Regions from separate parts of the Mus musculus genome. Here all the other regions are linked to region 4. A link is a contact called in public Hi-C, HiChIP or PLAC-seq and promoter capture Hi-C data. All regions are on one chromosome and are shown on one strand. Each heading gives the region's core, a stretch centred on a gene start, on an enhancer-like site or on the middle of the called end of the contact. The rest is flanking DNA. Distances are from core to core; before and after follow the strand shown.

Evidence for each region. Promoter capture Hi-C pulls out the DNA fragments that hold promoters and counts their contacts. Hi-C and Micro-C count contacts between places; a contact is called where the count stands out from the background. HiChIP or PLAC-seq counts read pairs in DNA pulled down with a chosen protein or histone mark.
Region 1: a contact with region 4 is called in a Hi-C map of uterus, with 5 times the contacts expected there. The contact joins the enhancer-like site here to the promoter of Slc24a3 in region 4. A contact is called at or near these places in 4 of 484 Hi-C or Micro-C datasets (cortical neurons and uterus) and 1 of 115 datasets of contacts at active chromatin or transcription factors (forebrain).
Region 2: a contact with region 4 is called in a promoter capture Hi-C map of hippocampal neurons, with 3 times the contacts expected there. The contact joins the enhancer-like site here to the promoter of Slc24a3 in region 4. A contact is called at or near these places in 1 of 39 promoter capture datasets (hippocampal neurons), 2 of 15 datasets of contacts at CTCF or cohesin (large pre-B cells and pro-B cells), 2 of 484 Hi-C or Micro-C datasets (embryonic stem cells and large pre-B cells) and 1 of 9 other capture datasets (pancreatic islet).
Region 3: an H3K4me3 HiChIP or PLAC-seq map of neural tube shows a contact between it and region 4, with 3 times the contacts expected there. The contact joins the enhancer-like site here to the promoter of Slc24a3 in region 4. A contact is called at or near these places in 8 of 39 promoter capture datasets (3T3-L1-derived adipocytes, the HPC-7 cell line, embryonic stem cells and 5 more), 3 of 484 Hi-C or Micro-C datasets (cerebellar granule neurons, cerebellum and myocytes), 7 of 115 datasets of contacts at active chromatin or transcription factors (craniofacial prominence, embryonic forebrain, embryonic midbrain and 4 more) and 3 of 9 other capture datasets (embryonic stem cells, liver and pancreatic islet).

Annotation. Positions count from the first base shown.
Region 1 is chr2:144,936,773-144,943,276 of GRCm38.p6, forward strand. No RefSeq gene overlaps it. Among named protein-coding and RNA genes, the nearest start is that of Gm39952, 110 kb to the left of the region's middle. Within about 2 kb of position 4,524, at least 6 of the 459 cell types and tissues checked have an H3K27ac peak or open chromatin away from gene starts, as enhancers often do. A contact at or near this core is called in uterus, where this site is marked.
Region 2 is chr2:145,014,382-145,021,394 of GRCm38.p6, forward strand. No RefSeq gene overlaps it. Among named protein-coding and RNA genes, the nearest start is that of Slc24a3, 150 kb to the right of the region's middle. Within about 2 kb of position 1,985, at least 12 of the 459 cell types and tissues checked have an H3K27ac peak or open chromatin away from gene starts, as enhancers often do. A contact at or near this core is called in hippocampal neurons, where this site is marked.
Region 3 is chr2:145,403,212-145,410,308 of GRCm38.p6, forward strand. All of the region lies in intron 2 of Slc24a3 (solute carrier family 24 (sodium/potassium/calcium exchanger), member 3), which reads left to right. Among named protein-coding and RNA genes, the nearest start is that of Gm52528, 45 kb to the left of the region's middle. Within about 2 kb of position 2,015, at least 8 of the 459 cell types and tissues checked have an H3K27ac peak or open chromatin away from gene starts, as enhancers often do. A contact at or near this core is called in neural tube, where this site is marked.
Region 4 is chr2:145,162,535-145,169,156 of GRCm38.p6, forward strand. Slc24a3 (solute carrier family 24 (sodium/potassium/calcium exchanger), member 3) reads left to right here and starts at 5,241. Exons shown (of 17, transcript NM_001356497.1): 1 at 5,241-5,663. The coding sequence starts at 5,525.

The DNA of each region.
Region 1 (6,504 bases), core at 3,274-5,773, 230 kb before region 4:
CAAGGTTTGGTAATTTAACTTGTTTCAAAGCCTATGAAAGGCTTTAGTGAGGAACTAACTGTTTTACATAGATCCTGGATTGCCATGTGGCAAATGGGCTGTAATAAGCAAGAGTGGGAAGAGGGAAATGTGTTGAGGGAATGTTTAGAGCAATCTGAAGCATCACACAATTCAGAATGGGAGTGACTGTATTTGAGAGACATCATGGACATAGAACAGCTTGGGATGTCTGAGAGATTGTGGTAGACTCTATAACATCAATAGACCACAAACTGTATCATCTTTAAGAGAAGCACACTGGGGCCTTTATTAGATATCTGCTAATATCTCACCAACACTATCCTATCTACCAGTTTCTACCTTCCTTACAAAATCACGCACGTAGGAAGTAATCAGAATCTGTAAGGCAGGAAGGTGGCTTCTTACCTAAATTGGCAGTGGTGGAGACACCACTCAGAAAGTACTCTTTACAGCTATCATTTTCTGACCCCAGATCTGTGAGTTTAGATTGATACTGGTCCTTCAAACATTAAGAAGAGAGAATGCTTCATTGACCATTGATTTTACATTGAAGTGAATGCAGTTCATATGCTGTGCCCTAATAACACCTCACCCTGCTCATACTAGGTGGCTGGATCACTTGCAGGGTCTGAAGACCCAGTCAGCCTCACTGGGTTTAGTGTGTAGATTTAGTCACAAGTCTCAAGATAACATTCTATGGACTGCAACCTGCAGGTTGCTCAGCCCATGGTATAGATTCTTTGACATACAATAGAATAGGAACATTCATAGTGGGGCATTATTCTGGACCATATATTTTATTATTAATTAAAGTTGTTCATTGAAAATTTTTACACAAATATGTGTGTATTGCATTATGAGTACTTTAACACCTCATTATCTCTCCATGTTTCCCTCATCTGTCAGTTACCTTTCTGTTTCCATTTTTTTTTTTTGCCATTTTTGTTTTGTTTCTTGACCCACTGAATTTAATTGGGAGCATCTCTGGCCATGGCTTTGGAACTACTCACTGGAGCATGGTAGATTCACCATTGGGTATGTAACTGAAGACACTGATGCCCTTTGTCTTGCAGAATGTATCTGAAGCTACTAGTTTAACAGTAAGGGATAGATCTCCATAAGTTGTCCCCACCCCATCTATGACTAATTGCTGGCAATCAAGTCTTCTATGAGCTTAGCTGCTGTGAGTTCATGATTTCAGTGGCTGTGCCATGCTGAGAAGATTGCATTCTACAGCTCTTCTCCCTGTATTTTGTTTCTCATATTCAGTTTTCTCTTTTAAAATGTTCCCTGAACCTTAGAGGAGGATGAGGTACAAATGTCATATTATGGCATGTCTTAGTACCTTGAGAGGCCATGAGTCTCTCCATTCACTGCCATTTACTGCAAAGAGAAGCTTTTTCTGATTAAGGTTGAGAGTAGCATTTGTGTATGGGCATGAACATATGCTTATAAAGCAGTTTTATGCTATATTATTTTTGTTAATCAATATTAGAAAGTCCCCACCCCACTCTCCAGGGTTTACTCTATCTTTCTCAGTAGTGTGTTTTTGACTGGGTTTACAATACTGGACACACATTTTCTCTTGTTCAGCAACCCTCAAATCCAACTAGAGAGCAGTTGGTTACCTTCATAATAGTCAAGTCACTATTGCACAAATGGGTGTGCCTTAGGTTAGTATTTAGCTCATAGGGTTTACACCTAGACGAGATCATTGATACCTTTTCTCCCACAGCAGCCTGCACAGCACCTTTAGCACTACAGATGATGGCTAGTATTAAGGAAGTTTCCAGATAAGTTCCAGCTTGATTTCTCTATATCTTGCAATCAAGGTGTATGGTGTCATCTTAGGGTTTTATTGTTGTGAAGAGATACCATGACTAAGGCAACTCTTTTAGAGGCAAAGATTTAACTAGGGCTGGCTTACAGTTTCAAAGGTTGGTTTAGTCAATTATCATCATGGCAGGAAGGATGGCAGTTCGGGTAGACAAGGTGCTGGAGGAGTCAAGAGTTCTACATTTTGATCTGAAGGCAGCCAGAAGGAGATTGACTATCATGCTGGGTGGAGCTTGAGCATATATATGACCTCAAAGCCTGTCACGAGTGACAAACTTCCTCCAACAAGCTGCAACCACTCCAACAAGACTGCACCTCCTAATAGTGCCACTCCCTATGACCAAGCATTTAAACACATGAGACTATGGGAGCCATACCTATTCAAACCACCACAGGTGTCTTCAGCAATGGCTTCTTATGTCATCTTGGTAAACATTCAAGAGGAAAGAGCCTATATTGTTTTGAAGGCTTCTGGGGTCTCCCTTGAGGTATCCATCTTATCTAGCCCTGGGATTTTTGTGTAGTTACTTGTAGCTTCTGGGAACTACATTTTTCATCCATACAGGGTCTCTTATTTCTGTAATTTTGTTTTTTAATATATCCTTTATTCTGATTAATTCTCCCTATTCCTATGTCTCCTCTCTCCAACTTCCCTCTCTGCTTAAACATTTTGGATCCAAGTATTTCCTCCTTTTCATTTTTACCTATCCTCTACTATCTCCTTTACCTTAAAGACCAATGGCTTCTATCCATTTTCTTGGTTACTAAAAACTATTCTAGTTAAAGCATGAAAAACTAAAAATTTGATAGGATCTGTATGTAAGAAGAATATGTAGTATTTGCCTTCCAGAACCTGACTTACTTCACTCAGTATATTCTTGTAGTTCTATTCACTTATCCAAAAATTTATATAACTTGGTTTTTCTTTATAGCTGAATAAAATTTCATTGTGTATGTATACTACATTTTAATATCTATTCATCAGGTGATGGACATATGCTGATTCAATTTCCTAGCTACCGGCGAGAGAGCAGTAATGAACATGGATGTGTACGTTTCTTTGACATAGGTTGCAGCATCCTTTGGACATATATCCAGGATAGAGTTAAGTCACATGGTATTTGACCTGTTCTATATCTAGGTTTTCAAACACTTTTCTTACATCTATTTATCTGCCTGTGTGTACATGTATAAGTGGAGGTTGGAGGAAAACTTGTGAGAATTTTTTCTTTACTCTTACCACATGGGTCTCTGGGTTTAAACTCAGGTTGCCAGGCTTGGCAGCAGGGCCCTTGTGTGCTGGGCCATCTCACTATTTCCATTTCTAGTTTTTTGAGAAACCACCAGACTAATTTCTAAAGTGGCCACACTAGCTTTCACTCAATCCAATAGTGTAGAAGGAAGCCCCCCTCCTTATAATGACACCAAAATTTATTGTCATTTGTATTCTAATGATAATCATTTTGATTAGGTTGAAGGAATGTTAGTTTGTTTTTTTGTTTGGTTTTTTGAGACAGGGTTTCTCTGTATAGCCCTGGCTGTCCTGGAACTCACTCTGTAGACCAGGCTGGCCTCGAACTCAGAAATCCACTTGCCTCTGCCTCCCGAGTGCTGGGATTAAAGGTGTGCTCCACCACACCCGGTTTGTCTGAAGTATTAACTAGCCATTTATATGTCTTCTTTTAACAAGTCTCTGTCAAGATCACAGCCCACTTTAAAATTGGGGTCATATATACCTTTTAATGTCAAGGCAATTTCAATGCTACAAAACACTGTGAGCAAGCAGGAGAGAAGGCTTTGTGGAATGTGAAACTAGAACGAACAGAACACGGATGAGGTGTATACTTCCTTTGATGGCTCACGATCATCATTACAAATATCAATGACCACTTCACCCTCTAAAGCAGTGAACCAAACTGTTGTAGAAGTTTTCTCCAGTATCCTTTTTTTTATTTTTCTCTTTTGAAAAATAAGGCATTGGAAATGTAATTGAGGAAAATATGTAATAAAAAAAAGAAAATAAGGGTATTTTCTGTAGGGTATTTTGCATAATTAATAGCTAATCATGACAGCCAGGGGAGAAGCCCAAACAGGAAGGAATCATACTCAATGGTATTGTTGCTTGTTACAAAATGGGCATTCCCAAGAAGATGGTTCTAATGTGAGAGAGGTTGTCTTGTTATCTAGTTACATACCCACCCAATGCTACTGGATGTTGAAGTCTCTAGAAGGTAGTCTCTTGTTTTACTACCCATCTGAACAGTGTGACACATATGTACTACATACACATTGGCATATTACTTATCAATATAAATATGTGTCATATGAACCATTTGTCCTGGCTCATAGCAAGTATCTTTTGTAGCTGGGAATAAAGAAAACATTATCAGCAAGATAATATGAGATGCTTGTGGGCTAAGAAGGAAAAGCCAAGAGGAGAGAACTGACTTGGGCAGACTAGGAATACCCAGCACGTGAAACAATATCAGTGGAACCTGTGCCATCGATCCCTATTGCTGAGGCCTTTACTCTGATTCCTTTCCAATAATAATTAATGAGTGGAAGTTAACTGGATTCTGAGTCAAAATGCACAGCTGTAACACACTTCATGCTCTACAACTGGTTTGTGCACTCAGAAGATCTCGACTCTAGGGGAAGTTACGTCATGGAATGTTATTCAGGTCCTTGTAACCTGCTGTGATGTGTAATAGCTGAGTTGCTCCGGAATTTATGACAGGGAGCATCTGTTGCAGACATTTACACTGAAAGATAAAGAATGTCTTCCTTTTAGTCCTGGCAATCAAAGGGCTGTTTTGACTGTTCCGTGATGTTGTCTGTATCTTTAGCAGTCTTTGAGCCTGAACGGAAAATTTACACAAATGTAGATACGTTTCTCTTGACAGGCTGGATACCAAAATGTAGGTGGGAGGTTCAAGGCTGCCCTTTGAAGTACAGAAGAAAAATGAAAAAAAAAAAAGAAGTTCATGTTTTGTCTGTTTTTATCCTTCCTTTATAAATTCATGCAATGACTTTGCATCTATTCATACACAGATGCATGCCATTTTCTTCCCCTTCTAAAGAAGACAGTTTAAGATTGTCATTTCCCATGTCACATAACACTTACATGGTTCTGGTCCCTCCCTCTATTTCTGTGCTAAATGGCTCCTTGAGATACCACACACCAGATCTTCACTGAATAGAATTAGTGCACCTAGACCAGTCTAAAAAACCCGAGCCTTCCAGAATGGGGACAAACAGAATACTGTCTTGGGCTCTTGGTTCTGGCTTAAAGAGAAGCCTGTGAGTAAGAGACTTCCTGATGCTGTTAACACATAAACCGTAGAAGCAGGCACCTGCCTGTCCTTAGCCTGGCAGTCTTTGGGTTTTGTGTAAACCATCCAATGAACTCTGCCATTGTAGACAAAGCTTATGGGCACTTATGACTACTTGGTGAGTCAGAGTCTATGCTTAGCTTGGGACAGGGTGCTTAATATCAAAGGGGCCATCCCTCAAGGGCCTTGCAGTTTGGTTAGAGAAGTCCCTTAAACACATCTAAAAGCAAAACACAGTTAAACAAAGACAAAACACACCAAACAACTGTTACCAACCAACCAACCAACCAACCAACCAACCCACCCACCCACCCACCCACCAACCAACCAACCAACCAACCAACCAAAACATGAACCCACCATTTTACCTCTCCTCCATACTTCTTCCTGTAACATAAACAGTTGATTTGTGAGGGATGGGGACTAGGACTTGTGGATTGCTTGAGTTGGAGATTATTAGCACAATATAACACGTGCAGAAGATCCTGTTGTAGGTACAAGAGCGTTTTCACAAATCACAGCACACAGTGAAGGTTTTACAACCAGCTTTTTCAACAGAACATTTCCTTCATGGAGGGGAAAATGCCTGTATTTAACTTCTGCCTCCTAATCTTAGGTTGACAGAAACCAGGAAACTGCTCAATTTCATGTGTTTACTTCTAAGAGCTCCATCTTAGCCAAGTGTCTGGCTGTTCCATCCTGTAAAAGCAGAGTCCCACCACTGTGCCTCAGATTTCTTTTCTCTTTCACTGAGTTGGCTGATGTTCATGTGCAAAATGCAGGCTTTCTACAAATTGCATTCTGATTGACTGACCTGGATTTCTGCTGGGGAGGTGAACGGGAAAGTCAAAGGAATTTGACCAAACTCAATTTCCAGGGCTCTTGTAGTGTTTTTCAGAAGCAGCCTAGACCTGTTTTATTAGCGAAAAGAGGAATATTATTTGAGAAGAGTGGTACAAGCCAAAATTACAGTGAAGGTTTTAGAATTGGATGGAATCTCAGCTTATTTACTCTAAACTTTTTTTCTAAAATTCAATTCACTGTCTTCTTTGGACAGTGTCTGTTGAGGCCAAGCTACTAAGTTCACAGACTTTCAAATGAGTTGAGCTTGTCTTTTGACTTTTTCTTTATGCTGCCATTTTATAGTTTGACTCTTTCCCAAGTTCATATTAAAACCTAATGCTATATTGGGCCTGAAGAGATGGCTCAGCAGTTAAGAACACTGGATACTCTTTCCAGAGGGCCTGGTTAAGTTTCTAGCACCCACATTGCAGCTCACAGCCTGTAATGTCAATTCCAGGGGATTGGATGTCCT
Region 2 (7,013 bases), core at 735-3,234, 150 kb before region 4:
TCTGGTGAGGTCTAAAAATGGTGTCAATCTACCAGTAGAGAGATAAATTTAGAGGACAGTTAGACACTATTTTTGTTAAACAAAATAATAGTAATAGGCTTATCCCTGGGTCCTGTGGTCTCTTTGACCATATGTTCTCTGCCAGATTTCTAGTACCAGACATGTGTTTCTTCATGTGTAGCAGGCCTAAAAGCCAATCAGAAAGCCATTGCTTACCCCATAATTGACCTGCCACTATTACATTCATGGGTATGTCTTGCCATTATGGTCAATATTGTAGTTTACAGGGTTCACAGCTGGGTAAGACTCTTGACTTTTTTGTTCTTCTACTACCTTCAGAACACTTTCTAGGACTATGAATGCTAGAAACTAGGGAGGAAGTTTCTTGGTCAGTACTGATTTGATTTTTATAAGACCAGTGTATATAGTGTCTCCAGAAATCAGGTCTTACCAGGAAATCCCGATGGACAACCAAGAGCAATGGCAGTTGTCTTATTGTTTTGGGGACACCAATGTTTTAGAGACATCAGACAGGACACCTCTGACTGATGACTCTAGGTGAGGTTTCCTACACCTGGACCAGGCTTTTTATTTGGCAGACTACAGCTTCTGTGATGAGCAAAACCCTATGTGTATTGTAGCTCCAATTAAAAATATTTAATAAGAACACATACACTCACATACCTTAAAAAGCAGTAGGTTTCCATATGTACTTTCAAACATCCTTAGTGTTAATTACTCCTTCTCCAATCCCCTCTTCTGCCATACCCTTCCACCTGTGACTCTTAAAGATCAACTACTAAAGAAAAATTCATTTCCTCGGTGGCCCTGTCACATCCTAGGTGCTCAAAGGTCCCCAAATAACTTTTGACTCTATTACAATGGCAATCCAGACCATTTGCTAACATCACCTAATTCTTGGGAATAGCACTCCCCGTGTTGCTGTGGGATACCCATTACTCTTTGAATATTTGCTTTTTTCCATCCATGCCCTTGTTCATAGAGACTTTATCATATCTAACTTCTCCACCCACTGGCAGCTTCCATTCTTCAAATCTTAACCACTCCTTTGGAAGAGAAGGTACTACTCAAGTTCTAAATCTCCCTCCTGCCATCCTGTGCCTTACACTACTGTGAGTTTGGCTATAGTCTCAGTTCTATTCTGCTATAGTCTCAGTTCTAGTTTAGAAGCCAAGAGACATGGAAGGAGGGCATGCACCCCCCTGGCTTCTCTTTACAGTAGCTCTCCCTGTTTCAGGGCCTCTCAGTGTGCTCACATTCCGAGTAGGTAGTCAGGCTCATGGTTTCTGTGACTCTGACTGACTCTGAGACATTATGGTCCCAAATTATCACTGTCCCTGTTCAAAGTAGCAGTTGGCTTTGCTTTCTGGTCACTATCCCTAAAAACCTTTCCAACCTCTAAGGCTTGTTATCTGCCCATAGAATTGACATTCAGGTTCTCAGGAAGAAGATCTACTTTAGAAGCATGCCTACTTTTTCTAGAAGGTGTATCTATGGAAACCTACACATGGACTCAGGCATGGAATCCTAGAACATCAATACCATGTTGTAAATGCAAGTCCAACTCAATACAATCTCACGGGCTTTGCCAGAACAAATTTAGGATTACCTCAAAGGTACAGGGCTTTGGCAATGTTAAAAGCTCTGATATTGTCTCCTGGGGCCCGTGCCCAACTCATCTACACCCACATGAGTATCAGAACAATGTGGACTTTAATTTTCTGCAGAGAAACCATGTGTTTTTCTCCCCCAGGAACCAAATTGACTAACATTTACCCAGACTGATTTGCTGCCGGTTTAGCAGCTCCTGTTTGAAGATAAGGATGTTTCTGAAAAAAAGCCCAGAAATAGCTGGAGAAAACAATCTATTTGGTTGCTTGCCTGCAACAACAATAGAAGCAGGTGGAGTGATTCATAGCTGGATGGGCGACTGCTCTCCGTGGGATCCTGCCTGGGCAGTTCTACCCTGAAAGCATTTTTCAGGTCAGGGTATCTGGGGGAAAAAAGGGGCTTGGGAACTAAATGGGAGAAGAGTTGGAAAGGGAGGTGGGAAAATATGGCTGCTGGTGGTGAGGACTGTAGGTACACTGGCCAGTCAGGCAGGTAACAACAGGGTAGGTGATGGTGAACTACAGACACAGACTGGAGTTGGGGAAGAGGGTCTACCTTGATGAAGCACCTCCCAGAGCCAGGGTTCTTACAAGTGAGCCAATCTATAGGATGTTACTGGGGTCTCCCTTTTTATAGATTCTGTACCTACTGTTGTATCTATTATGGATCAAGTGCAACGTGAGACTCTAGACATCTTAAATGAATATACTGCCCTGGTTGGTTTTTGGTTTTGGTGACATGATATAAGCTAAAATTATTTGGAAAGGGGAGTCTCAATTGGGGAAACGCCTGCATCAGATTGCCTGCAGGCAAGTCTGTGGGCCATTTTCTTGATTGGTGATATGGGAGGGTCCAGTTCACTGTGGAGAGTGCTATTCCTGGGTGGGTCTTGGGTTGTATGAGAAAGGAGACTGAGCAAGCTATGAGGTACAAGCCAATAAGCAGCATTCCTTCATGATTTCTGCTCCAGTTCCTGCATTCAGGTTCCTTTCTTGACCTTTTTAATGATGAAAGTGTAAGCCAAATAGGCTTTTTTTTCCTCCCCAATTTGCTTTATGTCCTGGTGTTTCATCACAGCAATAGAAACCTAAGTGAGGCAATACCCTTGAAGCACTAAGGTCATTGGTCCTTTTAATTCTTTCTGGTATGGTTTATGACTATGCAGATAGAGGTCTTGCATCATGCTGGTGTCTTCTCTTGTTTCCTCATTAACCTCTAACAAGTTAGAGTTATTCTTATTTTGCAGAGAAAGAAATTAAAAAAATAAAATTGTTTTTAGGCTATAGCTAGTCAAACAAGGTTCTGGAAAATCATCTTTAAGGCCTGCACAGTCCATGAGTGAGCGCATGAGAGATTGTAAAGTATTTAGTAGCCACAGGTAGACTTTATTTTTTGGCAGAGAAACTATGTGTTTTTCTCCCCCAGGTCAACTCAACTGACCAGCTGCATCCCCATCCTCAGACAACAGAAAGTGCTTTCTATAGCTGAGGCACTCAATACCTGCCAAACTCACTGCAACTGTTGTTGAAAAGACACAGGGGTGTATATATATATATATATATATATATATATATATATATATATATATATAATAGTGTAATACATTGAAATTCAGTGATTTTCTTCAAATCTTTGCTCTTTGTGACTTCTAAAAAAATACAAGAGGAAATAAAAGAGTGAGCTCTTGAATTAGTAGCCACACGTATGCTATCACTGAAGTATGGAGTGGCACAAAGGGAAATTTGTCCTGGCCTGTGTCCCCTGGTGTGTCTGGCTTGACAGTCTCTGTTGGTGTCACAGCTACATGCTGACAGCAGCTGTTTGAACTTACGGGTGCTTTGCTGATAAATTGGGCAGACAAGACAACCTGAGGGTTACATAGCTTCTGAAGCTCTGCTAGATCAGCAAAGACCACAAAATTGGCTCCATGTGCAGAATGCTGCTGTTCACTCTAGAAGCAAGCTTGTGGTGCTTTTCAGCAGCAGCAGTATCCAGTGCTCAGCATCCTGCAGAGGTCCAGGAAAGGAACTCCTCTTGGAGGGAAGCCAGCAGAGAAAGGGCTTCAGATAATTCTGGGTATGTCCTGGGCTCTAACTGGCATCACTGAAAAGGCCCACACTAGTGTCCTGACCTGAGGTGTCAGTGAAATTAGTCTTGGAGGGGTGGTGACCTGGGCACAGAGAAAGTTTTACAGCTTTTTATATGATTATAATACGTGAGCATAGTCAGGATTCTGCTGAGTTATGAACCCTCTCAATATATAGCACGGTTTTAGGCTCGAGGCTTTAGCCAGGCCATTGCTGGAAAGAAAATAGATGCATCTAATCTCAGATACCCTACAGAATGGCAACCTCTGCCAGCTGTTTACCCACTCGGGGACTCACATCCAGAAACTCAATCAACAGATGAGAGATAAACTGAATAGATCAAGGAAAAAGACAGAAATGACCAATAAACACACAAAAGTCTTCAGCATTCTTAGCTATCAGGGAAATGCAAATGGAAATGCAAATGATACAAATGACTGCCACAGAAGAATCAAAACTCATGCTAGCAAAAATGGGACAGAAAGACTGTATACACTGTTGACTGCAGTGTTCATTAGTGCAGCCTCCGTGGCGACCAGTATGGAGGCTCTTCAGACAAACTAAAAATAGAACTACTGTATGACCCAGCTGTACCAGTCCTGGGTATAAACACAGAGATCAAACTCAGCACAAAATAGAGATATTTGCACATCCAGTTTAATGCAACAATATTCTCAACTTCCAAGTTATATAATCAGCCTACTTGCCCATCAGTGAGTAATTGGGTAAAAAAAAAAAAAAAAGAAATGTGGCATGTATACACAACTGTGTGTTCAATGATAAAAATAATAAAATCATGCCATTTGAAGGAAAATAGATAGAACTGGAAACTATCACATTAAATGAAATAAGCCAGATTCAGAAAAACAAGTATGCACTTTTATCTCTCTCACATGTAGAATCTGGGAGGGAGAAACATGCAGAAAGGAAAAATACCAGGGAGGGGATGGAAGAGGATAAATAAGAGAGGACGACAGAGGGGGTAAATATGACCGAAATACATTTTATGCACATGTGAATAGCACAGAAAAATGTGTTATAGTTAGCATACACTAATAAGATTATAAAGATAAAGAAGAACCTTAGTCTTGGCAAATTGCTTGTTTCTCTGGGAACTCTCAACACACACAGGCATGCGCACATGCAAGTACATGCACACACGCATGCATGAATGGGTACAGTGTCTCAGAGATTTATTAAAAACAGAAACCCAGTAGACTTTTAGAGGATTTTTTGCATTTAGGGAGGGATGCCACGGCCCCTGGAAACAGCCTTGGCTTTGAACAGTCTATGTCTCTGCCCCCAAATCAGGTGTTAGAGAACTTACCTACCACCCAGACCAGAGTACACATGTCACCAGAGGATGCTGTTTGGGTGCAGGCTTAGCCTCATGTGCCCTGAGCAGTACCTGAACATGGTCGTGTGGGCCTGATGGTTCCTGGTGCACCTTCACACCAAGAACACAAACATAGCCTGGTTCTACAGCCTATCACTACCCGTCTTGGCCCAGAAGTAGAGCAGTTTGCTTCCTGGTTGGGATTTCAGGGTTTCTGGGTATGATGACCCACACTTTTCCCTTGGTCCTATCTTTAATCTCTTTAAATCAATGGGTTACATTAGAATTCCCAAAATGCTCTAGTGCCTAGATGACAACCAGTTGGAGATTTCTTTGATTGTCTAGGACTGGCCCAGGTCTGGATGCTGGAAATCTCTGGCTCAAAGCTCAGTTGTACCAACTGCCCCTAGTTCAGCAGCAGTCTTAGGGGTTCAGAGTTCACCAGAGTCAAGGCCCCTAGTGGGGAGCCCAGAATTGGTGTAACAAGTGTTCCAGATGATTCTGATAAGACATTCACAGGCATTTGTATAAAAGGGAGGGGTGGCATGCATCCTGTGTATAACCGCATGATCACTGCTGAGCAGCTGTAGTGATAAATAATGGCTGTCATTTCTCAGGTAGCCCTGAGTAGAAGTAGGTGTACCTAAGGAGGCCAAACTAAGCAGATGTCCATGGTGTCTCAAAGTCTATAAGCTCTCATACTTGGGGCCTGACTGTCCTGGTGCCTTCCTTGGGCTATCCTCCAGCCTTGAATGTATCCATTTGCTATTTAAAACCTCTGATGCATAATTTTCCCATTGTGTGTACAGACTTCTTTTCAGCCTTTTTTAGGTACTAAGGGCCATGCTACTTAGCTTATCTAGAGCTGTCTGAGACCCACCTTTCTGGGACAGACCTCATCATTTATTTTGAAGAAGTTGGAAAAGAGGATGGACTTGAACTTTCCTACCCTTGCAGTGAAGCCCCCAGGGGTATATGCAGCGCCCACAACCTTCTTTCCTCCTGATAGGGTATAACCAGAGACAGCAAGCCAGACACCCAGAATCACACAGCTTGTCTATAACTGCCGCAAGTCTCTAAAACATACCTCTGGTCCCAGTGGGATGATTACCCATACTACATTACATTTCAGGGGAGACCTCTTAGTTTGTCCCCACAAGCCACCAGGCTGCTATATTCAGGATTTATTCCAGATTCTAGCCTAGGATGTGACCAATTGCTGGAGCTGTCTAGTATTTAATACCTGGGAAGTGAAGTTTCTATGTCTTGAGTTGCTGAAGTCATGGGATCTGGCAGCATCCCTTGTAATGAGCAAGCTCCTAGCTGTAGCAAGCATATTGTTCCTTCCCTGGGTCCAGTACGAAGCATCCCCAGGCATATGGCCAGCTTCCCAGACACCCCAAAGAAAGGAATGCTCATTTACATAATCATCATCTTTGTACTGTACTGGGGACACAGCCCTAGGGAGGAGAGAGGTGTCAAGGATGGACTTGGGTAGAGCGGGACGTTGATCTTCTTGAAGTCATTGAAGGCTTTGGCCAATTCCTTGGGGTGTGTGTGTGTGTGTGTGTGTGTGTTTGTGTGTGTGTGTGTGTGTGTGTGTTGCTGCTGTTGTTGCCATGGAACCAAAAGGATAGACTTTTATACTTTCACCTCAACCAGGCTGGAGTGCCCAGTTGGTAGAAGTGATTTGGGGCAGAGAGCAGCATACAGCAGAGACTTCCAGATGTTCTGAGGCCACAGAGCAATGAATGCCTGGACCTGAAGGGAATCTGAATTGGCACCTGATAGGCACCATAGGGACACACACACTGGTGAGCCAGTTATGCTAAGGGTAGGGCTTGGCTGATGGAGTGTGTTGTGGCTCCAGAGCTAGCACAGCCATGAAGGACAAGGCAGGAACATGGCCGGGCTCCAGTCTTTTTTGTTACAAGTAAGCTGTGGGAAGTTGAGAAGCT
Region 3 (7,097 bases), core at 765-3,264, 240 kb after region 4:
AGAATCGAGCCACAGAACTTAAGCCTTCTGCCTAACTGAACTGTGGGCCCATGCAGCTTCCTCACTGACCACCATTGTGTTCTATGCTTTTGTGAGTTCCGTGTTTGCAAAGTATGTTAGGTTTCAGGGAAGAACATGCCTGGGAAGTCAACTCTCCAAAAACAGGAGAAGCAGCACAAGCGACAAGGAGATAAGTAGACATGGCCTGAAAAAGTCACAGTCAACACAGAACATGGCTACCCTTGGTTTTCATTTTCTTTAATGTCTAAATGTTCTACTGCATAGCATTGCACACAGATAACATGATGATGGTGCTAGACAACCATGAGCATTGATTAATAATCTCTTGAAATATATAAGAAAGTATCAATGATCAAAGACAAGATAAATATGTAAAAATCAGAAGCTTCCAAAAGTTGAAAGTGAATACATTCAATTTTATTTGTATTACATGTATGTACAATAAAATAGTAGAGTTGACTTTAACCATGTACCACCTATGTAAAGAGAAATATGCAACATATATCTAAATATAAAGCACTTAATGAATAGATCTTTTGAGTAGAAGATGAGACTTATTTTAAATCCTATTTCCAATTTAATTAAAACCTTGGACAATGCTTAGACTTATGAAAAGACCTAAAAACATTTGCAGGAAGAACATTTTGCTCTACTGTATGCTGAAATGTCTTTGCATGTTATTTAAATTCTAGCATTAAGTCAGGCAGAAGAGTGGAACAAAATAAATAGTCCAAACCTGGCTCAAGGAACCATTTCTATAGTTAAAGAAACAGGCTGGACCAAGATAGCAGAAAGGATTCTTTAGCAAAGTGTCTGGAAAAACAGAAAAATTGCTTGAAAAAGCTTAGCTCCACCCCCTTACCACAGCACTCACACAGTTCTCTCAGACCCACATAGTCCATGGCCAGCCAGAGGTTCACTGGGTGGAGGAATTGGTATTTATCCAAATGTTGGAAACTTAAAAAAAAAAAATAGGTTTGGCCTTAAGTGAAATTTGTTAAGTACAAGAATATGAGGAACCCCGATGACCTCATTTAGCAGGTGACATTTTGTCCATGCAAAGTAATATAAAATATAGACCCAAGTACAAAATGTAAGGTAACATGGGAGAAAGTCTAAGTGACCTTGGATTTCTAATGATGGTTTATCCGTAACACTGAAAGCATCCTTTATGAAAGGGAAGTGGTAGGTCCAACTTTAGTAAAATTAGCCTGTGGAAAAATAACACTAAGAGGCACTAAATGGCAAGACACAGAGTGGTAGAAGATCTGTGTACAAATCGCATGCCCCATGAAGGGTGAGTGCTGAGGAGGTGTCGAGATGCACAGCAGAGAGAGATGGCTGCCTCTAAGGAAGAGGAAAAGGCACTACCCAGTTAAATACTCAAAGGTTCCCGGCAGCGGCAGTGAATTTCTCCCTCCACTTCCCAATGTTCTGGGATCCTGAATGAAAGACATATAAGGAAGCTATGGTGTTTAGTAGTTTACATGTATTAAAAGCATATTCCTTAGTATATGGTATTTATACCTTGTGAGCTTATTAGGATATGACCCAGTCGTAACTCAGGGGACATGGGCATAAACTCTGTCTTTACTATCTATACTCTCTAGCATAAAATCATTTAGATTTAATGCAAACAGGAGTTAAATTTACTAGCGCAGAGTTGGAGAGGACAGAATGTGGCTGTCACTCTCACAGGAGGCAGCCTGTACAATTGATGAGCACTCGGTAGTAAAACGGAACATATAGGTACCTGGACATAGATTCCCCCACCCCCCTTGGAGACCTTCAAAAATCTCATCCATGCTGCCAGCCGGGAGTCCTTGATCATTCTCATTTATTCCCATCTGTCATCTTGATTATTCCTAAGGATTTCATTTGAGGATGTGATCTGAATCCAGAGACTGCCATCAGTATCTGGAGTGGGGGCAGGGGCATGTGCAAAAACCTTGTATTGCTACTCTGGCCCTGTCCTAGCCTTCCTGAAATTGATAAACAGTACAGCCTCCCTCCCCCCCTGAGACAAATGAAGTGCAAGCTCAGGGCCTCACTGATTTCCCAGGACACCCAATGCCACTTTAGGACTCTATTTTTATTTCAAAAGTGGCCTTCTGACCTAACTCGGGTCTGTAAATCAGCTGGCAAAATGCTTCGATGCTGTTCTCTCAGCGTGACCCTCCGTGCCGTAGTTTTTTGCTTTTATCTAGCAAAGCGAATAGCCTTGAGAATTCACACACATCCCCTTCTTTGGGTGGGTGAGATTTTCTGAACTCTGACCTCGGAGAGAGTTTTTGTAAAGGCCTGTAAAAGCACAAGCCTGAATCCATTGAGGCTTGACTAGTGTAGTTCAAAAAGCTGGAGTGTTCCTATAGCTAAATGCCTCCGTGACCTGTGTTTTTCTTAGCCCCTGTGGGATTAGAGTGGACATGTCAGCACTAGAATCCGAACTGATTTTTCTCCAAAGATTTTCATAGATCAGCTCACTTTTATAACCACACTTGGGTACTAAGCCCCGCAAGAGCTTTTATGCTCTGGAAAAAAAAAATCATACCTGCCCCTCTGTGTCTGATAGATTATCAGCACACTCAAATCTCTGTTGCTTCTCCATATTTTGTCATCCTCACATAATGGCTGCAGCTTTGTTTCCCATGGTTTCAGCTACCTGTGGTCAAACGGAAGGTTCTAGAAAACAGGAAGTAATACATTTTAAACTGCATCTCAGTCTCATGCTGCAATCTGACACCACAACACTCTGTCCCACCGGGGATGTGAAATTACACTTTTGTCCAGGATCACCATCCATGCTGTGTGTGCAAGCCTCCTGTTAACCATCTGGTCACCAGAGTAACTGCTGCAGTATCAGAGCACTTGTATTTAAGTAATCTATATTCTACTTTTAAACGACTCCAAAGCACAAGATTAATTATGATGGCAATTCAAATATGCCACACAGAAGCTATAAGGTATTTCCTTTAAACACAATAATTAGAGAAAGATACCCCAATAATATAACTTTATTATGATGTATTATTACAATTATTCTGTTTTATTGCCAGTTATTCTTATACTTCAGTGTATCTAATTTTTAACTACACTATCATAGTAATGCCTATAGAGGAGAAAACAGTGGAATTCAGCATCTGCATGATTTCAGATAGCCATGAAGGTCTTCTATTCCCCTGACGATAAGTTGTGGCTACTGTGTATCATGAGGAACTGCAAAGCAAGAATATTGAAGACAAGAGTTTGTCCCAAAGCCATGTCTCAGAAGCACAGCCCCATCACTGGCACAATCACTTGTCATCAGTGAATTCCAGTGGGTTGGATAAATGACTAGAGGCCTTGCTGGCCCCACACCAGTTGTCTTTGGGAAGCAAAACACTATCCACGTTCTGGCTGATAACTTGGTTTCTTCTCTAGGAAGGATTAAAAAAAAATAATAAAAGCACTCTTAGCATGTCTTGGGTTTCTAGAGTGGTGTAGAATATGCCAGGTTTCTAACAGACTGACACAGGCCTGGTTCAGTGACTAGTCGCTCCCAAGTAGAAAGTTGAAAGCGGTCAGAGGATCATCACGCCTGTCATCTTAGGCTTGCACTAGAAGTAGCCGCACATGCAGCTTCTTTTCCTTCATTTAGTCATGTGCTGTTATTAGGAACATCCGAGGTTCAACACATCCTCAGGCTGGTCCTTTGCTACCAGCATCTTCCCTTTCATCCATTTTGCACGTGGCTTTACAGCTTGCTTTGTACTTGGCATGCATCTGTACTCCTGGGAGGAGGCAGCTTATCTAAAGGTTCTCTTGGCATCGCCTCCAGGGCTTCCTAGACGTTGCACTCTCTCCTCACAGATCTGGAATGGGAGGAGGTATAAGCTGCTCTTCCTGACACTGCCTTCAACTGGTTTCCCCAAGAGGCAGAGAGTTATGTGGTAGTGGCTTATTCGGGAAGCGATCCAGGAAACTTCAATGGGTTTCTGGCAAGGAAAGGATGTGGTACGGTAACAAGCAGGTTTTTGTCATGGATAATTAGCACTCAGTCCCCCTAAAGAGCTCAAGGATGTGGAGTCCATGAAGTAGGCTATAGGTTTTTATCCTCAAGTTCTTAGCCCATCTGTCATTGGGCTACATCTAGGGATGTTAGCTCCCAGCTCTTTCTGGTTTGTTTCATTGCCCTCAAGAGAAAACCCAGATAATTCTATGACAGCCAGTGACCCCTTGGTTACATACATGATCAAGACTTTGCCATCCCTGGCTACCCTCAGGGTTAAAAGGATAATAATAATAATAATAATAATAATAATAATAATAATAATAATAACCTCTAAGGAAATTTGACTCAAACATTTGTTCACAATGGATAGAGGCAAATACACTGAGATTCAGTTCTATGTGCTGTCAACAGGGACTTCCATGAGACATACTTCATTACGGTAGTTGTGAAACATTAGAAGAAGCACATAATGAATTTAATATGGGATCTGGCTAAGAAAATACAAAAATAGTTGAGGGTTTTTTTTTTTTTTTTTTTTTTTTTTTTTTTGGTTTTTCGAGACAGGGTTTCTCTGTATAGCCCTGGCTGTCCTGGAACTCACTTTGTAGACCAGGCTGGCCTCGAACTCAGAAATCCACCTGCCTCTGCCTCCCAAGTGCTGGGATTAAAGGTGTGTACCACCACCGCCCAGCTAGTTGAGCTATTAACAGCATTATAATCATACTTGGCTTTCAGATTAAAATCCATTCAGGACAGTGTGATATGCATTAGATCATGGCAATTTCTAAGTGACAAGGAACTTGGGTATTTGTAATGAAAGATGAAAGAGCTAAGACAGCCACTGTCCTCTCCAGGATCATTTAAAGAAGACCAAAAGCTATTATTGAGAATTCTACGAGATAGTTACATGTGGGCATAGGGCTTATTTTTAACAGTAAAACCTACTTTTGTTGACTTTTAGAAATTGTACTATGGTGGTTTGAGTATGCTTAGCCCAGGGAGAGGTACTATTAGGAGGTGTGGCCTTGTTGGAGTAGGTGTGGCCTTGTTGGAGGGAGTGTTTCACTGTGTGAGGTGGGCTTGCAGAAGCCAGTTTTCTCCTGTTTGCCTTCGGAATAAGATGTAGAACTCTCAGCTCTTCTAACGCCATTCCTGCCTGGCCACTGCCATGTTCCCACCTTGATGATAATGGACTGAATCTCTGAAACTGTAAGCCAGCCCCAACTGAATGCTGTCCTTTACAAGAGTTGCCTTGGTCATGGTGTCTGTTCACAGCAATAAAACCCTAAGATACTCACCTTTAAATCTACGTTAGCATCACAGGACATGCAGCATCCCAAATTTCAGTTTTTGTTTTGAAGGAAAAGGTGTTCAATTTGAGATCCACTATTTCAGTAACAGTAAGTAAGAACTATAATGTCTTACTTCCTGCCTGAGACATGGTTCTGTGCCTTTGTCAGACAAGTAGTAGTATGTTTTGCCTCTAAGATTCTTCTCGCAGAAGACCCTAGAATATTCTATGTGTTCTGTCTATCTCTTATCACATTCAATTGGGAAAGCCATTCTACATGTGGTGGTCTTGTAAAATTGAAAATATGTAAATTAATTGGTGTCTTAGTTGTTTCCCTTTAGTTACTAAATTCCATGAGGAGTTGGATTCATTAGTCATGTACTTATATTTCTGGGAGATTCATCCTCCCTCACTTTATTGTCCTCCTGGAAGGATCAAAACAGCACAACTGACCATAGCAATGAAATAACATCCCAGTAGAATTCCACAATGCACAATGACAATCCTGTTTAATTTAGGAACCCTAGAATCTGGATAGCAGCATTATACATGTTCATTCTCGTAGCTGTTCATTATGTGGTTGAACTTATAAAAGATTTTATGATCTGAAGAGGCCATCATTTATTACATCAGGATATCATGATGGAAACTTACAAAAAAAAATATGAGTGAGAAACCACCTTTACCTGTGATGAGTTGCCTAAACAGAAAACAGAAAGCAGGTTTTTTAAGCAACACTCAAGATAGGGTAGTATGTTGCTATTTGGGGGAATTAGGTGCACAAAGTATGTAGAATAAGATAGTAAAAATAATTTGCTGAGAAATTACTACCTCCTAAACACTGAGTTCACTTATAGTCTTAATGCTTAGTTTTGTTCAACATAGTGGAGTTTATGAGGCTGCAGTTACAGACTTTAGTAGTAAATCAAGTCATTGGTGGCCCAAATGATACTCAACTGGTGAGCAGTAAGGCTGGAGAGGAATCTAGAAAGCCTGACTATAGACCTAACTAAAATCCATAGATGAGATGTCTGACATAGAGACAAAAGGATAAGCCATGAAGCATTCAGGAACAAGAAAATTCAGAATGGTGTTTATTTTTCAGTTGGGTTCCAGAAGAAATAGTGATTCCCGGCCATCCTCAGAAAATACACAGAATAAGTGGCTGGTTTCTCTGAGGCAGGAAAGAATAGAGTGCATCTGACTTAAGATGTAGGAGTTAGGTATTGGTGAAATAGCATCCAAGGAAACTCCCTGGGGATGCTGGGAAAGTGAGGCTTACCTTGTACCTTGATAGCTCTGATATTTTCCTCAGATTCTGCCTTTATGGAATCTCAGAGATTTCAGGAAAATTTTTAGACAGAATTAGAGAATGCTCCAAGGAGTAGTGGCCTTGCTATCCAGGTTTTTTGCCACTCTGCCCTGCATTCAATTCCAGGGCTTCTTATTCACTGTCATAACTAGCTTAAGCAGAAGGAAAGGTGTTAAGCCACAAATCTAAGCCATTGGCATGGTCATGATCTTGCCCTCTCTATGATGGTGCAGCCAGCATAGCCTCCTGGAAGAGTTTACATGCCAACATATCTTCTGTCTCCACTCTAGAAAGCAAGACTCTATACCAACAAATAACCTAATGAATCCCCCCTTCCCTAACTAATGGTGGCCGAAGCCTGGTGAATTCAGACCATGCTCTTTTCTGATGCATTGATCAGACAGTGCCCTGACAGTGGACAACCCCAGGAGGCAGCTGCCCTTGGTCACTGATGACTATCCTCCTTCCCACCCCATGGAGAC
Region 4 (6,622 bases), core at 3,991-6,490:
GCTCACACCTGCAGCCACAGCACTGAGGATCAAAGCAGGTGTTGCAAGTTCGAGACAAACCATGGCTATGTGTAAAAAAAAAAAAAAGTGTCTGAAAATATAAGCAAAAACAAGGGACTCCTAAATCCAATATTTGGATGATAGAGTATGTGCTGGGCCCTCCCAGCCTTCTCTGCACACACACTTAGCATCATCATGTCTGCTGAGTTTACACAGACAAAAAGAAGAGAACTCGGTGTTTTCCTTCTAAATGGTCTTGACAGAGCAATCAAAGTGCTCAAATTGTGAGTGCTTGATTTTTGCTTTGTGAAGACTGAACATTTTAATCTCTTACTCCCGTGACTCTGGATTATTTTATGCAACTTGTTTTTAATCACATTTAGGTGAAACGAGAGACACAGCATCTTCATAGCATGTGCTGGCCTGTGGCACTTAGTTCTCCCAAACACTCAAAACAAGTCAATTGAACATACTGACAAGTTGGAGCTAGGTAATAGAGCTAGCCTTGTCAGATCTTCCTCCAGGCTCCACCCAAAACTCCCACCTAACTGGTCCTTTCTTACAACATGGTCTCAGCCTTAATACTGAAGAATCCCACGAAGCTGGAGACTATATACGGCTGACTAGACCTGGACCCAACTGTGCAGAGTGCAGCTGGTTCAGGACATCTCTGACTTTCCCCATGGACTCGTAACACCAGCTAACAATGGATTACATGAAAGCTGTGTGATTATGAGGGACCGAGTATGCATTTTTCCTGGAGGCATCTGTTCTAGCTCCCTCCCCTCCCCCCTCTTAAAATAAAAGGGGTAGAAAAAAAATACAGGGGAAATGGCTGTACTGACTTTTCCCCTGAAAAGCAACTTCTAAATTGTGCGTTCTTCTTGAGAGTTCTTCTATGCTCATCTTTAAAAGCATGATATACCCATCTCCCTCAGTCCATCGGTTTGATGTGGGTAACTGAAGTCACCCTGGTGCCAATCCTCATGTGGTACAACAGGTTTGAGAAGCCGCCTATGACTGCTTTCAATTTCAGCTGAAGTTCCTTACAGAACTAGCTAGCCCTGGAGGTCATTTGTCTCTAGTCCAGAGGCAGTGGTTTAATTATTCTTGGCTCACACTAGACTTGGAAGGGAACTGAAGCATCAGGTGGGGGGGGGGAACCCTCCATACCCACACAACATGAGAAAGAACAAATAAATGTATAATGGTGTGGACAGATCTCATGGAGACAAAACTGAGCGACTGAAGTTCAAGGACAGGTGACAGTGACCTAAAGTGACAGGAATATGCAGGGAGGTTGTTATATGGAAGGATTATTGCTTTCAAAAGAGATGGTGGGGAAAAATGTTCCAGGTCCTATTTTGGTACTTATTTGGCAGAGTGGATGTAATATGTGACGTCATGGAGTAAAGACCTCTGCACATTCTGCTCTGTGTGTGTGTGTGTGTACGTACATATATGACACCTCGTGAAAGTCTTTTTTTTTTTTTTTTTTTTTTTACAAAGAAAGCTGTGGATTGAGCCATGAGCCATGGGAAGAAAACTATCGTCATGCATGTGATGAGTCAAAATTCAGCAAACAAATGCATACGATTTGAGGAAAGAATGAAAAAGTAATTAACATTTAAAGATAATAGCAAAGCAAGAGGTATCTTTTAACTCCAGCAGTAAGCTAAACACCTAACACAGGAAGAGCCCATGCTGTGGACACTCACTCTCGATATCTGCACTCGAGGTAGTGTGGACATGTCACAGAGGAGTTTTTGTACTTAGAAATGCTGCTTCACGAGCAGCAGACAGTGGGCAAGTGTGGCATCTTCCTTAGTAAAGGTGGGGTCTTACCCAAATCCATGTGACAAGCAATAATGAAGAAGACCACATACAACCTACGGGTGAAGGGCAGTTGATCACTTATACCCAAGAGCCAGAGAAGATTCTACATCCAAGATCTGTCCCAGGAAGACTTCCTTTCCCTCCTTTCTCCTTCTAGCCACAATGGTTCATTGTGCTAAAATGTTCCCCACGGACAGCTAGCTATCTTCACTTGCTTGAAAGATTGTTCTGTGTTACCGAGTGGCATGGCAGGGAATCACTTCATCGGGTAGGAGGCTACTTTTATTCCCTCCTCCTCTGCCCCTTTCTTCAAAACCCTGGCTTGTCTGTTTGACACAACTGGCAACTGTTTGGTGTTATGGAGACACAACCTTGCTTTGTTGTGGAGACTGCCCTGTCAGGTCTGGGCACTGTGGGTGAGGGGAGATCAGAGAGTTGGAAAGACTGCAGGGATGCCCAAAGATATGCCTTGTCTTGACACAGGGGAGGTCCCACCCACCGGCTGATGAAAGATAACAAGTCAGTGTTATCACAGGAGGGAGGGGCTGTTGTTTGTCACTGTTGTTCATCGTGCTTCATTTGAGATAGTTTCACTATGTAACTAGGGTGACCTGGAACTATGTTTATAGCCCAGACAGACTTCAGATTTGCCACCCTTTTGTCTCAATCTCTCAGGAGCTGGGATCACAGACATGTATCCATACACTCAGTTTCCTGGGAAGGCTTTTGATTTTTGTTGTTGTTGGTAGTGCAATGGCAGGGCTGTGAAAGCAATAGAGTTGTTTCTATTTCCTACATGAACTCTGCACACAACTACCAAGTGAAGTGCTTATGGAAGTAAAAGCTCGGGCGGGGAGGGCAAGCCCTGCCTCCAGCCAACATGGAGACTCTATAAACACACCTGCTTCATTCTTGGAAGGGGAAAGAGCCCAGTGCCCCCAAGGGTCAAGCTCTGTTCTCCAAGCAAGCTCCTTCTAGGATAGAACTGTTGGTGTGGGATTTTCATCTTGAGCACACACTAGCTGTGAGACCAAGTGTGAAACTGACTAGGGAATAAAAGGCAGCAGCCATGTTGGAATTCGTGAACTTCCTGATACTGAAAGATCATAACCACGTTCTTCATTCTGGGTCCTGCTTCTTTCAAACATCTGTCTCCCAAACACAGAGTCAGACAGATAACATAAAAAAATAAATGGATAAATAAATAAATAAATAACAAACATCAAGGCTGTCTCCCCTCCTCTTTGGTTTTGATAGGGCACCAAGAGATTGCTCTATTCTATACTTACCTGATGGTAGGGATGGAGAAAGAGATAAAGGACCGCCCTGATCCCTGCAGAGATGCCTTCACCATAGGAATTAGTGAGCCTGTCTGAGCTAAGGTACTACTGTCAGGAGGGCATCAGAGATCCCCACCTTCTGCTCCCAGTGATGTCTGGCAGCTTCCAGAAGCTATCGATCTTGCTGGTGCTTTATCTCATTATCCCCTCTTACTCGGAGATTTCTCAAAACAAATATCAACTAGCAGAGTCCTTTCTTTGGGGCATGGGAGTCTACCCTGTCTTCCCGAGAATCATCAGTTTCTAGTCTTCCCTATTGTCCTCCCGTTTCCTTACACACATGCTCACCAACCCCCAGATCACACATTTCCTTCTGTCTATGATAGTTTCTACCCCACGATGAGTTAGTGTTCATTCCCCGACTCAGCATTTTCCAGATCCCCATCTCCCACCCACCTCCCTGCCTTCCACTAGAGACACTATATGAGTGTCTTTCCTAACAAGTCGAGATTACTCTGAATTCCTCAAGGGTCACCACTATCAAGAAGGCTTGATAGTGGTGACAGAATTGGAGAATTCTCCATGATGCTCCAATCTGGATGAACTTGAAGAGTTTGCGTTCCTCCTTTGTTACCTGGTGACCTAAGCAAAGACTCACCTAGCCATTGCAGGGAAGGTGCTCTGGATATGGGGCAGCCAACATAGGAGTGGGAGGGAATAAACACATGGAAAGCAAATTCTGCTCTTCAGCAGAAAACAAACCACCTGTGATCACTTTCCATGTCTCCAGATGTTGTCAGGGGACATCTGACACTATATGGGATGGAAGGTCACTCACAGTTGATCCTGTGGGTCCCTTGTGACCTGGGCAGGGAGAAGTCTCTATGGAGTTTCCCCACTTCCTCCCAACTCCCGAGGGCTAGATTGCTCAGGCCCAAGAGCCATCCAAACATATATCTGATTTCTAGGACCATCCTTTTGGAATAAGACTTAAGTTTAACCACCACTTGGAAACACATCTCTTCTTCCCTTCCTCTGGGGTCGTGTGTCTTCCATCCTGCAGGCAGGTACCTGGGATGAGGCTAGGGAAGTCCAAGCCCCTGGGAGTGAACCCCTGGGATCACTAGGTGCCCTTTTCAATGGTACTGCAGATAGGGGTGGGGATGTCAGCCTCTACATCTTTAATAGGCAGGGGCAGAAGAACTCGAATTAGGGAGTTGGGGCCTAGGGCTCTAATCTTGGGGGAGGGGTGGACTGATTGTCCTTGTAGAAGGCCAAGAGTCTCCCTCCTAGGGAACTTACTAGGGCCCCCTCAGGTTCAGCCACACACTGGACTTGCTTCAGCTCCTCAGAGAGCGAAATGTGAACCCTAGCCAGAGGGGGAAGCCAGGACAACCCTAATAAGCCAAACCCCCCCAGGAGGCCAGTTTCAGGACTTGAGCCTGGCTCACCGGGATCCCCACCAGGGGGCAGAGGGGAACCCCTGAGGCCAGCGGCAGGAGGCAGGACCAGTGGCTAGGAATTGGCCACCTAGCACACTCTAGACGCTCTAGCTTAAGGCAACGGATGGAAGAGGGCCAAGGAAATCCTTCTTTTCTCTGAAAGTTTCAGGCCAGTCCTCCTTGGTGGAGATCTGTCTATCCACATCCCGCCTAGCGGGCCTCCCCCACCGCACCGCCTCTTTCTCTGGGCACCAAAGGGTTGAAGGGCTGTGCACCGGGCTCCCTCCACAGCCCAGTCTCCTCCCTGCGCCCCCTCCCCGCGGTGCTGGCCAGCGACTCATAGCATCCCGGGCGCTGTCCCCCTCCCGTGCGCAGCCCCCCTGCCGCCGACCCACCGTGGGGTACGGGAAGCTGCGCTCACTCTAGCTGTTGGCGCGCTCCGGCCGCCGCTCGGCTCCGAGTCCCCCACCCACCCACCCCCGCGTGGACACTGGAGTGCGACCCCGAGCTGCACTCCCGCAGCCTGAGGTCAGGGCCTGCTTCGGGTGGCCAGCGGCCGGCCCTCCTCTCGCCGGTCCTTCCCCGCTCCTCCTCCACCGCCCCCGCCGCCCCCGCCTCCCGGCCGCCCCCGCCGCCGCCGCCCCAGGCCGAACGCGGGCGCGGAGCGTGGGAGCCATGGCGCGCGAGCAGGAGAGGGACCCCGAGCGCAGGGAGGCGGCGGTGCGGGCGAGCGGCGAGGAGGAGGAGGCGGCGGGGGAGGAGGGACTGAGCGATAGCGACGAGGGCGACGGCGTGGAGACCGGCAGCGGCCGGGAGGAGGGAAAGCAGGAGGCGGCGGCCGGGTGGGAACGCAGCGAGGACGCGCGGCTGCTGCGCGCAGGGCTGCCTCCTGCCGCCGTCCCCGCCGCGGCCGCCCGCGACCCGAGCGGACGCCGCCCGCCAGGGACGCCGCCCGGCTGTCCGAGGATGCCGCCGCCGGGCGACCAGGACTGCGCGCGCCGCCGCAGCCGCCGCCGGCGGAGGGACCTTCTGCTGAGCCAGCTTTGCTTCCTGGCCTCGGTGGCGCTGCTGCTCTGGTCGCTGTCGAGCCTGCGAGAGCAGAAGGGTGAGTGCTCGCCGCCTGCCCCGAGTGGGCGCTGCGGCTCCAGCAGTTCGGGCTCTCGGGGCTCGGTGCCCGGCGAGCTGCGCTGGGTCCAGCCACACCGAACAGGCACGGGGACACTCCGGTCTCTTGCGGGGCTAGGGAGGAAGGGGTCTGGGCTCTAGGACTGCAGCGGTGGAGGAGTGACCCCTTGGGCACCAAGAAGACCTTTTCCTCTTGCCTTCTGCCCCTTTCCCACAGCCTGGCTGGTAGTGGCGGCGGTGACAGGGAGGGACCCTTTCACTACCAAGGCTAGTAATAAAGTTGTTCTGACAGCAATCAGTACCTGTGCAGGTAACCAACCACCTGTACTCCTGGCTTACTGAGGGAATGCAGGGTAGGCTGACCAGCTCACAGCCGGTTCTCCACGTGTTCTCCACACAGAACAGGTGGGGTGGGCAGTGGAGAATGCTCCTTGCCATCTTTGCGATCCAAGAACAGGTGCTGGGAACTTACTTCCGTTAGGAGAAAGTGATAGCTACCAGTCAGGGTTTAGGAATGGGCATGCTCCCTTAAAGGGTTGCTCAGCAGGAACACATGGATTCATTTCTCAAGGCTGGCTTGCTTCCTTTCACCGACTTGATGCTGGGGGCGGACCACTCTATGCTGCCCACTTTTTCCTTGGTGCTTTGGCTGGTGGTGCATACACACGTGTACACACTTGTACACACACACACACACACACACACACACACGATAGTTTGGTTTTATCTTTGCCCTTGGCTTTTTTTGGAGCTAAAATAGACATTGGGGAGAAATGTGCTCAAAACAGTTGTCCATTGGAAACAATTTGGACTCTGGGGTGCAGCTGTGTAAGAAAAAGAAACAAAACAACCTCACAGAAAGGAAAGACTTGAAAGAATAACGGTCGTAAAATGATTTCTTATCCTGGCTTTTCGAATATCAGGGTTTGTGGGGAAGCA